Regions from separate parts of the Sus scrofa genome. Here all the other regions are linked to region 1. A link is a contact called in public Hi-C and HiChIP or PLAC-seq data. All regions are on one chromosome and are shown on one strand. The core of a region is the stretch at or near the end of the contact, and the rest is flanking DNA. Distances in the headings are between cores, read along the strand shown. Region 1 holds the start of PSMC1 (proteasome 26S subunit, ATPase 1). Region 2 overlaps TDP1 (tyrosyl-DNA phosphodiesterase 1). Region 3 holds the start of KCNK13 (potassium two pore domain channel subfamily K member 13).

What was found. Hi-C and Micro-C count contacts between places; a contact is called where the count stands out from the background. HiChIP or PLAC-seq counts read pairs in DNA pulled down with a chosen protein or histone mark.
Region 2: a contact with region 1 is called in an H3K27ac HiChIP or PLAC-seq map of alveolar macrophages. The contact joins the enhancer-like site here to the promoter of PSMC1 in region 1. A contact is called at or near these places in 3 of 5 promoter capture datasets (fetal liver, fetal skeletal muscle and liver), 27 of 47 Hi-C or Micro-C datasets (adipocytes, adipose tissue, alveolar macrophages and 16 more) and 2 of 2 datasets of contacts at active chromatin or transcription factors (alveolar macrophages and skeletal muscle).
Region 3: a Hi-C map of brain shows a contact between it and region 1, with 4 times the contacts expected there. The contact joins the promoter of KCNK13 here to the promoter of PSMC1 in region 1. A contact is called at or near these places in 6 of 47 Hi-C or Micro-C datasets (brain, embryonic fibroblasts, epiblast stem cells and 2 more) and 1 of 2 datasets of contacts at active chromatin or transcription factors (alveolar macrophages).

Annotation. Positions count from the first base shown.
Region 1 is chr7:112,025,015-112,029,809 of Sscrofa11.1, forward strand. PSMC1 (proteasome 26S subunit, ATPase 1) reads left to right here and starts at 2,890. Exons shown (of 11, transcript NM_001244151.1): 1 at 2,890-2,936. The coding sequence starts at 2,934.
Region 2 is chr7:111,796,765-111,801,559 of Sscrofa11.1, forward strand. All of the region lies in intron 8 of TDP1 (tyrosyl-DNA phosphodiesterase 1), which reads left to right. Among named protein-coding and RNA genes, the nearest start is that of TDP1, 32 kb to the left of the region's middle. Within about 2 kb of position 2,942, at least 6 of the 83 cell types and tissues checked have an H3K27ac peak or open chromatin away from gene starts, as enhancers often do. A contact at or near this core is called in alveolar macrophages and retroperitoneal adipose tissue, where this site is marked.
Region 3 is chr7:111,865,680-111,870,474 of Sscrofa11.1, forward strand. It overlaps KCNK13 (potassium two pore domain channel subfamily K member 13), which reads left to right and starts at 2,066. Exons shown (of 2, transcript NM_001244596.1): 1 at 2,066-2,405. The coding sequence starts at 2,066.

The sequences.
Region 1 (4,795 bases), core at 1,640-4,139:
GGACAAATGAAATGTGGGGAAATATGTCTATCAGCTCATTACAAAATGCATTCACAATAAAAGTTTGCTTTGCTTTTTAATTCCTAAAAATTAATTTATCACACATTAATTTTTATTTATCATAATATAATATATCCTTTTGACCAAGTGTATACTCATAATATATTGGTAATAACTCAATCTAGAAAACATGTTTAACACATAGCACCTTAAAGACAGAAAATAAAACACATTGTAAAACTCTGATTTATATAATTTTTATAAACTCTGATTTATAAAATTTTTGCAGAGATGTTTGGGAGGTTGATCAATAAAATATGTTCAAGAACAAAAATACATGACATTTAGGATAAAAGTGTGTGGGATGGGAATGCGAATTCAAGAAAAAAAAATTTTAACCCTACAACATACTCACTACCAAAAATTTATTTTCCAACCATAGAGATGGTCCCCTTTATCCATTTTGCTCTCCCCAGCCCCCATCCCTTCCCCTCTCATAACCATTACTCTGTATTTACATGTTTGTTTTTGTTTGGTTTCATTTGCTCATTTATCTTGTTTTTGTTTATTAGCTTTCTATATTCCACATATGAGTGAAATCATACAGTATTTGTCTTTCTCCCTCTGACTTGCTTCACTTAGCATAATACCCTCAGGGTTTACCCATGTTGTCACAAATGGCAAGATTTCATCTTTTTTTTTTTATGGCCGAGTAGAATCCCCTTATATAAGTATATGTATGCGAATCACACCTTCTTTCTCTATTCATCCATGGATGAACCCTTAGGTTGCTTCCATATCTTGGCTATTGCAAATAATGCTGCAATGATCATGGGAGTGCAGATATTTTTGCAGATTAGTGTTTTTGTTTCCTGAATAAACACCTGGAAGTGTGACAGCTGGATCACATGGTAGTTTTAGCCTTAATTTGTTAAGGAATCTCTATACTATTCTCCACAGTGGCTGCATCCATTTACATTCTCACCAGCAATGCATGAGGGTTCCTTTTTCTCCACATCTTCGCCAACACTTATTATCTCTTGTCTTTTTGATAATGACCATTCTGACAGGTGTGAGGTGATATCTCATTGAGGTTTAATTGGTTGTTTGGTTGTCGAGTTGTATGAGTTCTTTATATATTTTGGATATTAATCCCTTAAGGGGAGAAGAATTTTCAGTGATAAAGATGAACCTGTGTACCTAAATTCCAAATGGATGTTAGATATCAAGCTATCAAGCTAGATTTCCCTAGTAGATAGTGAAATGTCAAGACTTTCAATGTGCAGACATATGGATCCTTTGCAGCTATTTAAACTTACAATGAAATTTAGATGCCAACTTAGAAACGTGTCACAGAATACATGGTTTTGCAAAATGTTTTGGAGGACACGGGGAGGAAAACATGTTTGAAGTTTCCTGCACCAATAGATTATAAATTTTCTGAGGGATATGTGACCATCTGATACATGCACAGAATGGGGAAGCCAGAAGCAATCTGTGTATTAAAAATAATGCTACTGATAATTGTATCCTATGCTTAGAATTCTAAGTACTTTAGTCCTCAAACAAGGACTCCAAGAGGGAGGAACTGTTAAGGTCTCTATTTCACAGATGGCAAATCTGAGGCACAAAGGGGGTTAAATAGCTTACTAAGACCACACAGCTCTGAGGCCAGAAAGGAGACCTGAAGCGGAGGCCAACACTCTTAACCAATGGGTTGATTGCCTATTTAATTGCTCTTCTTTTTTAAATCAAAAATTAGTATCTTGTGAAGAGGCATTCCAACAGGCTGATTTCTTCCATACACTGATGGCTGTCAGCTGGATGGAGACTATTGAGAGGGTCAGTGCTGGGGAGAAAAGAGGGGGATGAGTTTGCTATGCCTTAAGAAGTCCTTCTTGGCGAATATCTAGCCGAATAACTTCTTAAGCCTTGACTGTTAGCCTATGTTCTTTGAATGTGACGCCATTTCAGGGACACTGCACCTCTTCACCTTTCACACAGATTGCCTAGACATTTTGTTCAACTCAGAAATCGCTTTCAACATCCATAAAGGGAGAGTGGCCCCGCCCCCTAACCTAGTCTATCATTTCATGTATCATATAGATGCCAGAATTGTTAGTGGAGACTGACAGTGTCAAGACTTTCTATTACAATATCTTAATGAGGAGGAAACAGACTAATTTCCTGCTGTGCATTAGGGAAATATTTTTAGTGCTTCAAAATTAAAATGCCTGAATTAATCTGGGTGTGTGTGTGCGTGGTATCCATCTCTTCAGTTCAGCAAGATGCAGAATCTTGAGCACCTGTTAGGGCAGTTTCCAAAGGTTGAAAGAATGCTTGCCATCTTTCTGATGTCTTGATGGACGTAACAAACAATGAACTTTACAAACTGGGCGCAAGATAAGGACTTTTGAGACAAGATTTAGCACCATCGCAAGTTAGAATTCATCAGAAAATAGACACACAGATGATTCCTGAGACCAAGAAGTACTCTCAGACGAGCAGCTTAATTCCAGAGACCAAATTAGAACTTAAATGTTGGTGCAAAAGTGTATGTCAGCTTCGCGGTTTCAAATGCCATTCCAGTTCTTGAAGCAGTAAAGTTTTTCTCAGTTTGATTTTTGCCATATTTTAAAGATTTTCACAATTGTCTTAGTTTCTTGACAGTTGAGGTCATTGTCTTAGGTTGTTAACAACAACCTAATAACTGCGATTTTAAAGCTTTTTCAAGTTAAATATTCATAAGGCTCACATCTCACAAGTTAGTACATCACTGCCCCACCCGCCCGCACTAGCCCTTAGTGTGTGACTTCGTCCGTAAGGGATTTGGTTCCTATCGGGCTTCCGTAGCGTCCCTCTCAACTTCCGCTCCTGACGGCCCGCCCCGGCAGTGCACTTCCGGCAGCAGCGGCTCGAGCGGCCAAAGCAAGATGGTGAGTGACTAAGGGTTTCGACTGGTGGTGGCGGTGTGACAGGATCAGGGCGACTCGAGGCGAGAGAACTAGGCGGCTGGTGGAGGCACTCGGTTAGCCCGTTCCCCTGCCCGCCGGTCCGGCCTCCGCGGGGGCTGAGGCTCCTGGAGGCAGTGTTCAGGTCCACCACGGGCCGGGGCCAACGAGCGGGCCTTTCCCCGGGGTCCTGGGGCCGGGGTTCCGCCCGGAGTGTCCGCCAGACGGCCCACAGGGGCGGCGGAGAGGGTCGGGTCGGGTCCCGCGGCTTTGCCCCTCCACGGGCTGGGGCTCTGCTGACTAGTACGGGTAGTGTCAGCGGGAGCCTCTTGAAGTGATTGGGGCCAGTGCTCTCGGAGCCGCCCGGGTGGAGGGATGTGCGACTAGAGCGAAGGAGGGATTCGCGTCAGCTGAAGAGTGGGAGCGCAGTCGTGGGAGAAACCCGGAGTGGGGGCATTTGAGGGAGGCCTTACGACGCTTTTCTAACAGGTGGAGCTCGGCGGGAAAGGCCCCTTAGTGCATTAGTAATAATAAAAACAGCTAGCATTTTTGTTAGTTCACGAATTGATGCTGGTGATACAGGGAATGAGCATAACTGACCCAGTCTCTGCCTCATGGAGCTTGCATTCTAGAGAAGGCAGACAAAAAATAGAGGAATAAATGTGTGATAGGATGTGGGGGCGGGATAGAGCCAGATGGGCGGTCGTTGCTTGTGGCTGTTATGTAGAAGGGGTAGAATGGGGAGAGCTGGCTGTTTTCCATGGGGTATCAGCGAGTCCCAGTGAGGATGTGAGATTTGAGCGGAGATCTAAATAAAATGAGGGAGTAGCCTATGCAGATATCTGAGGGGAACTGATCCAGGCAGAAGGAACAGCGAGTGCAAAGGGCCTGACTGAGATGGGAATATGTTTAGCCTGTATGGTCAACAGTAAGAAGTCCTGACCACATAGTCTTGTAGGTCTTAGAAGGATTTGGGGAGGTAACAATATTCTAAGTATGATAATTACGTGGCAGGTACTTTTCCAGCATTTGCTCATTATTCTTCTCAACAGTCCCTTAAGGTAATTGTTATTATTGTCCTCAGTTTACCATGGAGGAAACTTTGAGTAGGAAGCCATCCTAGAACACAAACCCTGTAGGTCTTTGCTGTGATGTACTGAATATCCATGCAGTAGAAAAGCACAGATATTGGAGTTCCCGTCGTGGCTCAGCAGTAGAAAACCCCACTTTATCTAGGAGGACGCGGGTTCTATCCCTGGCCTCACTTGGTGGGTTGAGGATGCGGTGTTGCTGTGAACTGTGGTATAGGTCACAGATGTGGCTTGGATCGAGTGTGGCTGTGGCCGGTAGCTACAGCTCCGATTCAACCCCTAGCCTGGGAACTTACATAAGCTGCAAGTGTGGCCCTAAAAAGACTGGGGGGGAAAAAAAGAAGAAAGAAAAACACAGGTATTGGTGTCTGGTGGGCTTGGGTGTGATTCCTGGCTACCTCTCTGATCAGCTTTGTAACAGTAGGCAAGTCACTTAACCTCTCTGAGCCTTAGTTTCCTTATCTGTAAACAAGGGGTAATGATAGTATTGACTTCATAGCGTCTGTAAGGATAAAACAGTCTGTTTAGCGCACTGCATATAGTGCCTGCTTGTTATTATTTGAGGCTGAGAAACATGTACAATGCCCTAGACATAAAGAATTTTGGGACCCGCTCAGGAAGACATCCTCTGGTGGGGCCAGACTTGGGGGATCATAGGAAAGATAGATGAACCTGGGAAAGGTTAGTTGTAGCCAGTTTGACCAGAGCCAGGCATACCAAGCTTAAGAGTTTGGACATTACACTGTAAATGCT
Region 2 (4,795 bases), core at 1,692-4,191, 230 kb before region 1:
CCAGTAAGAGCCACCCGATGGCTTTCTTGGTCCTTACTCACCTGTGCTTGCTGTTCCCTAACAGGTATCAGGGGAAAACTTGGGGTTGATTGTGTGCAGGAATATCCACTCACCCTGGTCAGTTCAGTTTCCCATAAAACAAATGTAACTGCTGTCTTTTTTTTTTTTTTTTTTTTTTTTTTTGTCTTTTTGCCATTTCTTGGGCTGCTTCCGTGGCATATGGAGGTTCCCAGGCTAGGGGTTGAATCGGAGCTGTAGCTGCCGGCCTACGCCAGAACCACTGCTGTCTTTTTAGAGCCTCTGTTGTAGTTGGGAATCTCCAAAAGCAATATGAAGGTTTTTCATGCTTGTCTTTTATTATTACTAATCCTTTGTCCTTGGCACACATAGGCTAGATCCAGCTTTTTTTCTCCCTCTTTTTTTTGGGGGGCGGGGGAGGAAGCACCATTGCTGTGCCTGTGACTTGTGGAAGTTCCAGGGCCAGGGATCAAACCCACACCACAGCAGTGACAACACTCCGTCCTTAACCTTTGGAGCCACTGGGCAACTCTGTGATCTCTTTTGAAAAGTTTGTGTTTATTTATTTATTTTTTATTATTATTTTTTAATAGTTATTTCCCCAATACAATTTTTTTTTCTACTGTACAGCATGGTGACCCAGTTACACGTACATGTACACATTCTCTTTTCGCATATGATCGTGCTCCATCATAAGGGACCAGACACAGTTCCGAGTGCTTTACAGCAGGATCTCCTTGCGAATCCATTCCCAAGGCAATAGTTTGTATCTCTTAACCCCAAGCTCCCCACCCACCCCACTCCCTCCCCCTCCCCCTTGGCAACAACAAGTCTATTCTGCAAGTGCATGAAACTTTTTATTTCTAAGGATGTGTTCGAATGGGTTTCACCTGTTGTTTTCCCTCCTGGTAGGCCCTAACTTAAATTTCCCTTTTTGGTCCCCCCTCCTCATTTAAGCCACTCTGCACGTCTCTGGCTTCCTGCGTAGGAAGAAGCTTGGCCTTTCAGGGTTCGATAGTCTCCACTGCCTCCCCTTTTCCACATCATTGCCCAGCTTGGGCTGGAACCTGTAATTCAGGCCTTTGAGCTCAGGCGGCGCTGAGACAGCCTCCCAGCCCCCATCCTCGGGCCCTGCTTGGACTGAGTGGGCCTTGCCGCCCGAGGGTTCGCTCTCCCTTCATACAGCCCTTCTGAGTCTGAGGACAGACCCTTCGCTGAGCCACACGGCGCTCGTCCCCTCTCCGTCCCCCTTCCCTCTGTAACAGGTGGCTCCAGCCCCGGTCCTCACGGCCTCACAGTTTTCCTACACGCATGTTCTCGTGTCCAGGTGTCCCACTGAAGAAACACTTCCCTGAATGCAGGGTCCTTCTGACGTGTCCAGGGTCATGGGGTCACCGTCTCCACAAGCCTCAGCCACAGGGCTCTTGAGCCACCACACTTCCAGCGAAGGAGGCCTTTGCCGCCCCTGCAGCTTCTAAGCTGCTGACTGGGTTTGGGGACTCGTGACTCATAGGCATCCCCATCTCAAAAGGAACTGAGATTACTAGAGCTTGTTGTGGGGGGATGAGTAATTGGCGCAGCTGCAGGGGCTGGCTTGGCTCTTTGCAGAGCTGCGTTTACAGGCAGCTTTGCTTCCTTAGGCTTCTCCAGTGGTGGCTCTGAGGAAGGGATTAAGGGTAAAGGGCTGGGGTGTTCATTTTTCCCTTTATTTAGACTTTTTTTCTTTTAATTTAAATCTTTAAAAAACATATTGACTAGGTAGTAGCTTCAGAACTCCCAAGTACCAGGAGTTGAAACTCCCTCCGGCATCCCTCCACCAGCCACCCGGTGTCAGGGGTACTGTTATCTCACCGTTAGCCCAGATTCGCCTCTCTCTGATAATTCTCAGGTTCCTGTTGTGGGTTGTAATTTTTGAAAAACATTTAAAAGCAGTTCTTTTGTGTCATCTTATTTCATAGTCGGCCTGTTATGGCTCTGCTGATAGGACTTCTGCTCTGCAAGTGTTCCAGTCATACTTTTCACTGCTTCTGAGCTACCTATTAATTTCTCACTTTTTTTTTTTTTTTTGCTTTTTAGGGCCACACTTGCAGCACATGGAAGTTTCCAGGCCAGGGGTCGAATCGGAGCTGCAGCTGCCGGCCTACACCACAGCCACAGCAATGCCAGATCTGAGCCGCATCAGCAACCTACCCCATGGTTCGCAGCAACACCAGACCTTTAACCCACTGATCAGGGCCAGAGATCGAACCTCCATCCTCACGGATGCTAATCAGGTTCCGTTACCACTGAGCCACGACAGGAACTCCCTTTTCTCACTTTTCAAACTATTTGGCCTAAGATAATTTTTCATCTTATTTTTGTTTGGTTAGTTTTTGGTTTTCAGCTTTTTTTGGCTGCGCCCATGGCATGCAGAAGTTCCTAGGCCGGGGATCAAACTCAAGCCACAGCAGTGACCATGCCAGATCCTTAACCCATTCGACCACCAGGGAACTCTCTTCTTTTGTGAAGTGTTAAAAAAGCCCCACATCTCAGGATCCTGGTTTAGAAGGGTGTTGTCTTTCATGTTTCTCATCCTGAACCCCTCTTATCCAGGGGGAGCCCCACTCACCTTGGGTTCCAAGTCACTATTGATAGAGAGACCTTAACCCGTCTATCTGGCCCGATGCAGTCATGTTACACACACGGCGGCAGAGGGAGACCCAGAGAGGTCATGGAGCTGGCTCCAAATGACGCAGCGAGGTAGCCACAGACCCAGGTCCCACGTGTTCCCCTTCCTGCAGGGGGTCTCCTCGAGGTGAGAGGGAAAGGTGTGACCTGCCACCCTTCTAGAAACAGAGCTCGAAGACACACAGCCAGGATCCACATGGTTCCGGGCGCTTCCTGCTTTGAGGGCCTGCCTCTCGCCAGTTTCCTTTGAGGGCCGCCAGGAGAAAGAGGAATTGGGCAGTTTCTTTCTTGGCTTGCTGAGTACAACAGCGGCGGAATTAGCCACAAAGGGGAAAAGGCGGCATAGCTCAGACTTGCTGAGCACAGCTGGATGCTGGACCCTGTTCCTCACCTCATGGGCACACAGCAGGGCTGTTAACCTGGTTTTGCAATTGAAGGATCAGCACAAGGGGTTTGAAGCCACACTCTTTTAGAATCTACCACGGAGCAGTTCATAGATGGACTGGGTTTGGATATGGTTGTTTGCCATTTGCGACTATGATATAGAAATATTGGCAAAGTATATTGACAGAGAATCGATGAAATGAATGATGTCTTTAAAGTTTTTTTAACTGAATTATTTGAAAGTCTGCGGTTAGTGTTAGTGTGGTCTATACCACTAAATGTGGTCTCTACTCATTCCAGACACAAGATATGGAGTGTGTGTGTGTGTGCTGGTACTCACATATATATACATATATATAAAATATGAAAGTATCTCAAGTTGCTATACATGTACCTCATGAGAACGAGTTTTTTTCTCTTTTTTTTTTTTTTTTTTTTTTTTGTCTTTTTGCCATTTCTAGGCCACTCCCGTGGCATATGGAGGTTCCCAGGCTAGGGGTCAAACTGGAGCCACAGCTGCCAGCCTACACCACAGCCACAGCAATGCTGGATCCAAGCCACATCTGCAACCTATACCATAGCTCATGTCAACGCCAGATCCTTAACCCACTGAGCAAGGCCAGGGATCGAACCCACAACCTCATGGTTCCTAGTCGGATTCGTTAACCACTGAGCCACAAAGGGAACTCCTGTTTTTGTTTTTTTAATACCACTCCTGCAGCATATGGAAGTCCCCAGGTTAGGAGTCGAATCAGAGCTGCAGCTGCCAGCCTACACCACAGTCATAGCAATGCAGGATTTGAGCTGCATCTGTGACCTGTGCCACTCACAGCAACGTCGGGTCCTTAACCCATGGGTGGGGCCAGGGATCAGACCCACATCCTCATGGATACTAGTCAGGTTCTTAACCCACGAGCCACAGCGGACACTCCAAGATGAGTTTCTTTATTGAAAACATTTTCACATACTTTTTTTTAGTATAGGAAACTTTTATTTTCCATTTGCCTAAAGAGCTACATTGATGCAGGCATTGGCAAAATCTTACAGAGGTTACTGCTGGTGGTGTGGGTATACTATAGCAATTAGGAGTGGAACTTTTTTTTTTTTTTTTAACCAGGGCGGCACCTGCTGCCTATGGAAGTCCCCAGGCCAGGGGTCCAACCTGAGCTGCAGCCACCGGCCTACACCACAGCTACGATCTATACCGCAGCTCACAGCAGCTGGATCCCCAACCCACTAAGCAAGGCCAGAGATCAAACCCGCATCCTTATGGATGCTAGCTGGAATTGTTAACCACTGAACCACGAAGGGAACTCCAGGGGTGGAACTCTTAACTGTTGCCGTCAAGTCTTTAAAAGCAGTGCAGAGGTAAGGAGGTAAGAGGGGGAATAGGGCATGTGGGTGAGTGAATGAGGGAATGTGGGGGAACTGAGGCTGCAGAGGCCAGGTCTTTCTTGGTCTTAAATTCTCTGTGAGGTTCTTATTTTTTATTTATTTATTTATTTATTTTTGTCATTTGTCCTTTTAGGACCACACCCTCGGCATATGGAGGTTCCCAGGCTGGGGGTCGAATCGGAGCGGTAGCTGCTGGCCTATGCCAGAGCCACAGCAATGCAGGATCCAAGCCATGTCTGCAACCTACACCACAGCTCACAGCAACACCGGATCCTTAACCCAGTGAGTGAGGCCAGGGATCAAACCTGCAACTTCATGGTTCCTGATCAGA
Region 3 (4,795 bases), core at 816-3,315, 160 kb before region 1:
AATGTTGAGTATATGGCTACTCACTGTAAAATTCTTTCAACTTTATGCTTGAAATTTTTCATGGTAAAATGAGGTGGAGGAGTAATTGCAGGGCTCACCCTGAGTGTATACACAAGCTCCTCCTGTAAGCGCTACCCTCTAAAGCTCTTGCCCTCGATAGGCTAGATAAACGAGGGACATTTCGGAGGTGGATAACGGGAGAGGAGTGGGAGAGGAATACTAGCAGCAACAAGGCTTCTGATGGCAGATGTATTGGAATCCGGAAGTGTGTGTTTCTTTATTCTCTGCTCCTGGGGAGTATTAGGTGGGTGGGCTCTGAGGCTGGGATTTCTCTCTCGGGAAGTGGGGGGGGGGATTCTACTTAGTTCCAAGATGCCCACGCATCTATTCTTCCTGCATTCATATTCACTCCCACATGCCAGGGGCTGGTAATTCCGGAGGGGCAGTGTGTGGCCGGGTGCGCAGGTGGGGTAGAGACGTGTCTGAAGGGGACAGAGCGCCCTCTTCTGGCCCTGGAGGGGCCCACACAGGCCCGCTAAGCACCTGACCCTCCACTTCAGCACCCACTCCCGGAATCTGCCGGTCCAGCGCTGAGATAGGAGCGCCGCAGCCCCCGGTGGCCCAGCCGAGAGCCGGCATCAGTAGGCGGAGACTAGTGCTGGGAGCCGCCCCGCGCGGCGGGGAGGCGAGAGGCCGGGTAGAGTCGCCACCGCCGCTGCCTCGGCTCCACCTGTTGCAGCGCCGGAGCGCGCGGACCAGGCGAGGCAGAGCCCGGCGAGGACCTCTGCTCCCCGCCTCGCTCTGCAGGGCAGAACTGCTGCGAGGAGAGGACCTGAAGCACAGTCCTGACAGAGCGGCGCCGAGGGGGCACTCCCCGGGAGGTGAGACCCGAGCGCGGCGCCAGCGCCCACTGAAAGGCTCGGTCTCTTGCAGGCGCCCCCGGCGGTTTGCTAGGAAGCCGGTGGCTGGTCTGCAAGGGGTGGGGGAAAGCACCCTGCGCTGAGCCCTGCTGGCGCAAGATCTCTGGAGCCCACTGAGGCAGCCAAGCCTGGGTGCAAGAGATGGACCCCCCCGGGGTCGTGATCTCCCGGCCGCTACCGCCTGCGGCCCCCGGTCCTTGGCCTCTCGGGAACTAGGGCTGGCTAGCAGCTCGCGCTTCGAGTCAGCAGAGGCGACACGTGGGGGCGGAAGACGCCCTCGCCCAGACTCTGAGGCCAAGGGGTGCTGGTCCGGGCAAGGCCAGGGAGGCTACCCGGGGGAGAGGCCCCTCATTCCAATCTCCTTTTCTGGTCTCCTCCTCCAGTGCATCAGCCTGCCGGATGCGGCGCAGCGTGGGGGCCGGGCGGGAGGTCGGAACCGGTGAGAGGCGCTCGGCACCATCCTTCTGTCCGTGCGCCCACCGGGGACCGGCTCCGGCAGCCAGGACGGGGACCCAGGAGTCCTGAGGCTCCGCGCGACGCCGAGACTGGGACACAGCACTGCGGATCCATCTAGAGAGGGGCCTCCAACACCAGCCGACTGAGACCTGGCGTCCTAGCCGTCGGCGGCTTGAAAAGCAATGGTCAAGGAGACAGAGACCGTGGCTGTCCGCTCACCCCTCAGCCTCCGAGGGCCCCACACCTTGGTAGCGGGAGAAGGTCAAGTCCGCCGGAGTTTGCTCTGAAGATGCGCCACGCCCCCTCCCCATTCTGAGCCGGGCACTGCCGCAGCGGGAAACAGGGGCCGCCTCCTCGTGCCAAGCAGAAGCGGAGTCTTCGCCGGGTCCCTCAGCCTTTCAGCATTTAGAATTCCTAGGGGGCGGGGACGGCGGCGAAAAAGCGGATTTGAAACCAGGAGTCAAAGCGGACGTGGGGAGCTGGCGCTGCGGGAGCGGTCAACGCGGCGGCCTCGGGAGCCGCGTGGCCTGGAGAAGCGCCCAGCGGTCATGGACGAGCCGGCCGTCGGGCGGCCAGAGGCGGGCTGAGCGCCGGCCGAGCCCCCGCCACCCGGGGGGAGGGGGGGCCTGGGCGACCGTCAGCCCGAGGCCACGGCCGCCCGGCACGGGGCTGCCCCCGGGGGTCCGGCCATGGCCGGCCGGAGTTGCGGTTGCAGCTGCGGCCTGGGCCACCTGAACGAGGACAACGCGCGCTTCCTGCTGCTCGCGGCGCTCATCGTGCTCTACCTGCTGGGTGGCGCCGCCGTCTTCTCGGCGCTGGAGCTGGCGCACGAACGCCAGGCCAAGCAGCGCTGGGAGGAGCGCCTGGCCAACTTCAGCCGCCGCCACAACCTGAGCCGCGACGAGCTGCGCGGCTTCCTTCGCCACTACGAGGAGGCCACCGAGGCCGGCATCCGCGTGGACAACGTTCGGCAGCGTTGGGACTTCACCGGCGCCTTCTACTTCGTGGGCACCGTCGTGTCCACCATAGGTAAGTGGCCTCCGGGGGAGGATAGAGGGGCGGCCGGACTCGTTAGCGTTTTCCTAGCTGGGCGCTTCGAAGGGCAGAACCGCGCTTCCCAACCCTGCATTCCCCCACATCCACGCTCAGCCGGGCGGCACAGATGTGAGCTGTTGCCTGATCAACAGGTGTGACGGCCTCCTTGCTTTGCTAAGTGAGGTCCAAGGACCAGCTACATTAGCATCACTTGGGAGCTTGTTATAAATGCAGAGTCTCAGCCCCTCCCCAGACCACCTGGGTCGGCGGCTCAATCTGACCATTAACAAAATCCCCAGGGGCTGTGAATGATCCTTAAATTGGAGACACTCTGCCCTGGGAGATTTTCCATCTAGTTAAGGAGACAGTTTGAGTTCTAGGAACATCAGGGAGAAAGCTTAACTTGAGACGGGAACCAGGCGTAAGGCACTGGTCTGAAGAGGAGATACAGATTTTTAAAAGACGGGCCCTGACTTCAAACTCTGAGAAAATCAGATGAACATGAGATTGGAAGTAAGGAGGCAAAAGCTGTAACAAGGATGAAAACTTTGCTACCAGGAAGAGGAGACCTATGGGCTGAACCAGTTAGTGTTGGTCTGATTGAGGTCTGGAGATGAAGAGTGCTTAACCCTGGGGGGCAGGGGGAGGGGGATGGATTTCAGGGCCCATTGAGCTCCCTGATCTGAATGGAATAGTGAGAGGTAAGCTAGAGAAGTCATCTGGCTAATGGGATGGATGGGGGGAACTTTACCGACAGACTAAGGACCTAGAAATTATCTAGAGGCAGTTGGGAGCCATTGAGAGTTTTTGAGCAAGAATGGGGCATGGCTACTGTCAGTCATGCCTTCATTCACAGCAGAAGGAAAAAGGTTGGGAGTCTTTGCGCCGACTCCAAAGATTGTTCACCCTTTCAGTGTAATCAAGATGAGAAGGGGGTTGGAGAAGATGCTGCAGAAATTCAGAGAAAGAAAGCAGAGAGCTGGAGCCAGAGTCGCAGCCAGGCTGGGGGGTGCCGTGCAGGTGCTCTGCAACAGTGGCCCCTGTGCTGCCAGGAGAGCTTGTCAGTGAGGCGGGTGACAAGGCAAACTTCCTTGAAGCTCCCACGCAAGGTCGTCTTAGGTAGACGTTCTGCCAGGAGAAGGAGCAACAGAGTATAACAGAGATCAGCCTCCGGCCTGATTAGTCAAAGACTTCCCGGGGGTAGTGTAGAAGCGGTGGCTTCAGCTGGTGAGGAGGAGGCAAGGACGCGGGCATTGGCATGATTATGGACGCACGGACTGTATCTGAAGTGCTTTGTGCTAAACCACCCAGCTTGCTACCCCCACCACATCTCATCCCACGTGGCCCTGCCCATCTGCTGGCCACTATGACACCACGGTAACTGGGTATCTGGTAAGAAAAACTCATAGCGTTCCCCCTGATGACCAGAATATTGGGTCCCTGCTGGGGGTGGAGATGGAGTCATACCCCCTTCCATGGTTTTCTTCCCCAGCCCACATTCTCCGCTGGACTCTCTTAGTGCAATCACTTACGTCCTCCCAAGACAGTTCCTCCTATGAAAGGAGGACTTGGGGTGAACGAACTGATTGAGAAGAGTTGCTGTCGAACTTCCCTTGATCTGCTATGTTTGCATAGCTAGTAAGGGTTTTGATTTAGATTATTCATTTCGGAGTGACTTCGGTGGGAGATGGGGGAATTAAATCCTCCCCACTGCCACCAAAGCCACCTCTTTGTACTTCCCATGGACATGGAGGTAGGAAGGAGCAGAGTGTGTGTATAGACTGCTGAACGTCAGTGCCAGAGGAACTGCAGATGTCATGGACGGCTGGGCATGTGAGCTCACAGGCATCCGGGGGCACAAATGGAATAATGCCGCCTAGTCATCATCGGGATGGAAGGAAACCTGGACTGAGAGTCTGGAATTGGAGCTACTGACCCTGCATATAACCTGGGCCAGTTTCTTAACGTTCTGAGCCCCGTCCTTCTCTTCTGAGATGTGTAATCCGCAAGTGCCCACCTTGGTATATGGCACATCACAGCTGTAGAGTAAATATTGATCCTGTCTCCTTCCCACTTCTGCTGTTCTTGCAGGTTCTTATGAGGGATATTGAGCTCATATGAATGAATGTTCTTTAAAAAGTACAAAGCACATGGGCTTCTTTTTGCATAGGCTTATTTTTTTATCTCGTTTCTTACATTTCCTTAAATTGTTTCATTAATTGCTGATGTAGTGGTGGCACTTGCAACCCTTTATTGGGGTACTGTGATTATTATGTGAATATGTGATGCAGCTAATTGCATAAATTGATCACACTTAATTTCAGTCAACACGATTCATATGGTAGGTGTGATCCCTATTTTCTAGGTGAGAAATGAAGCTTCAT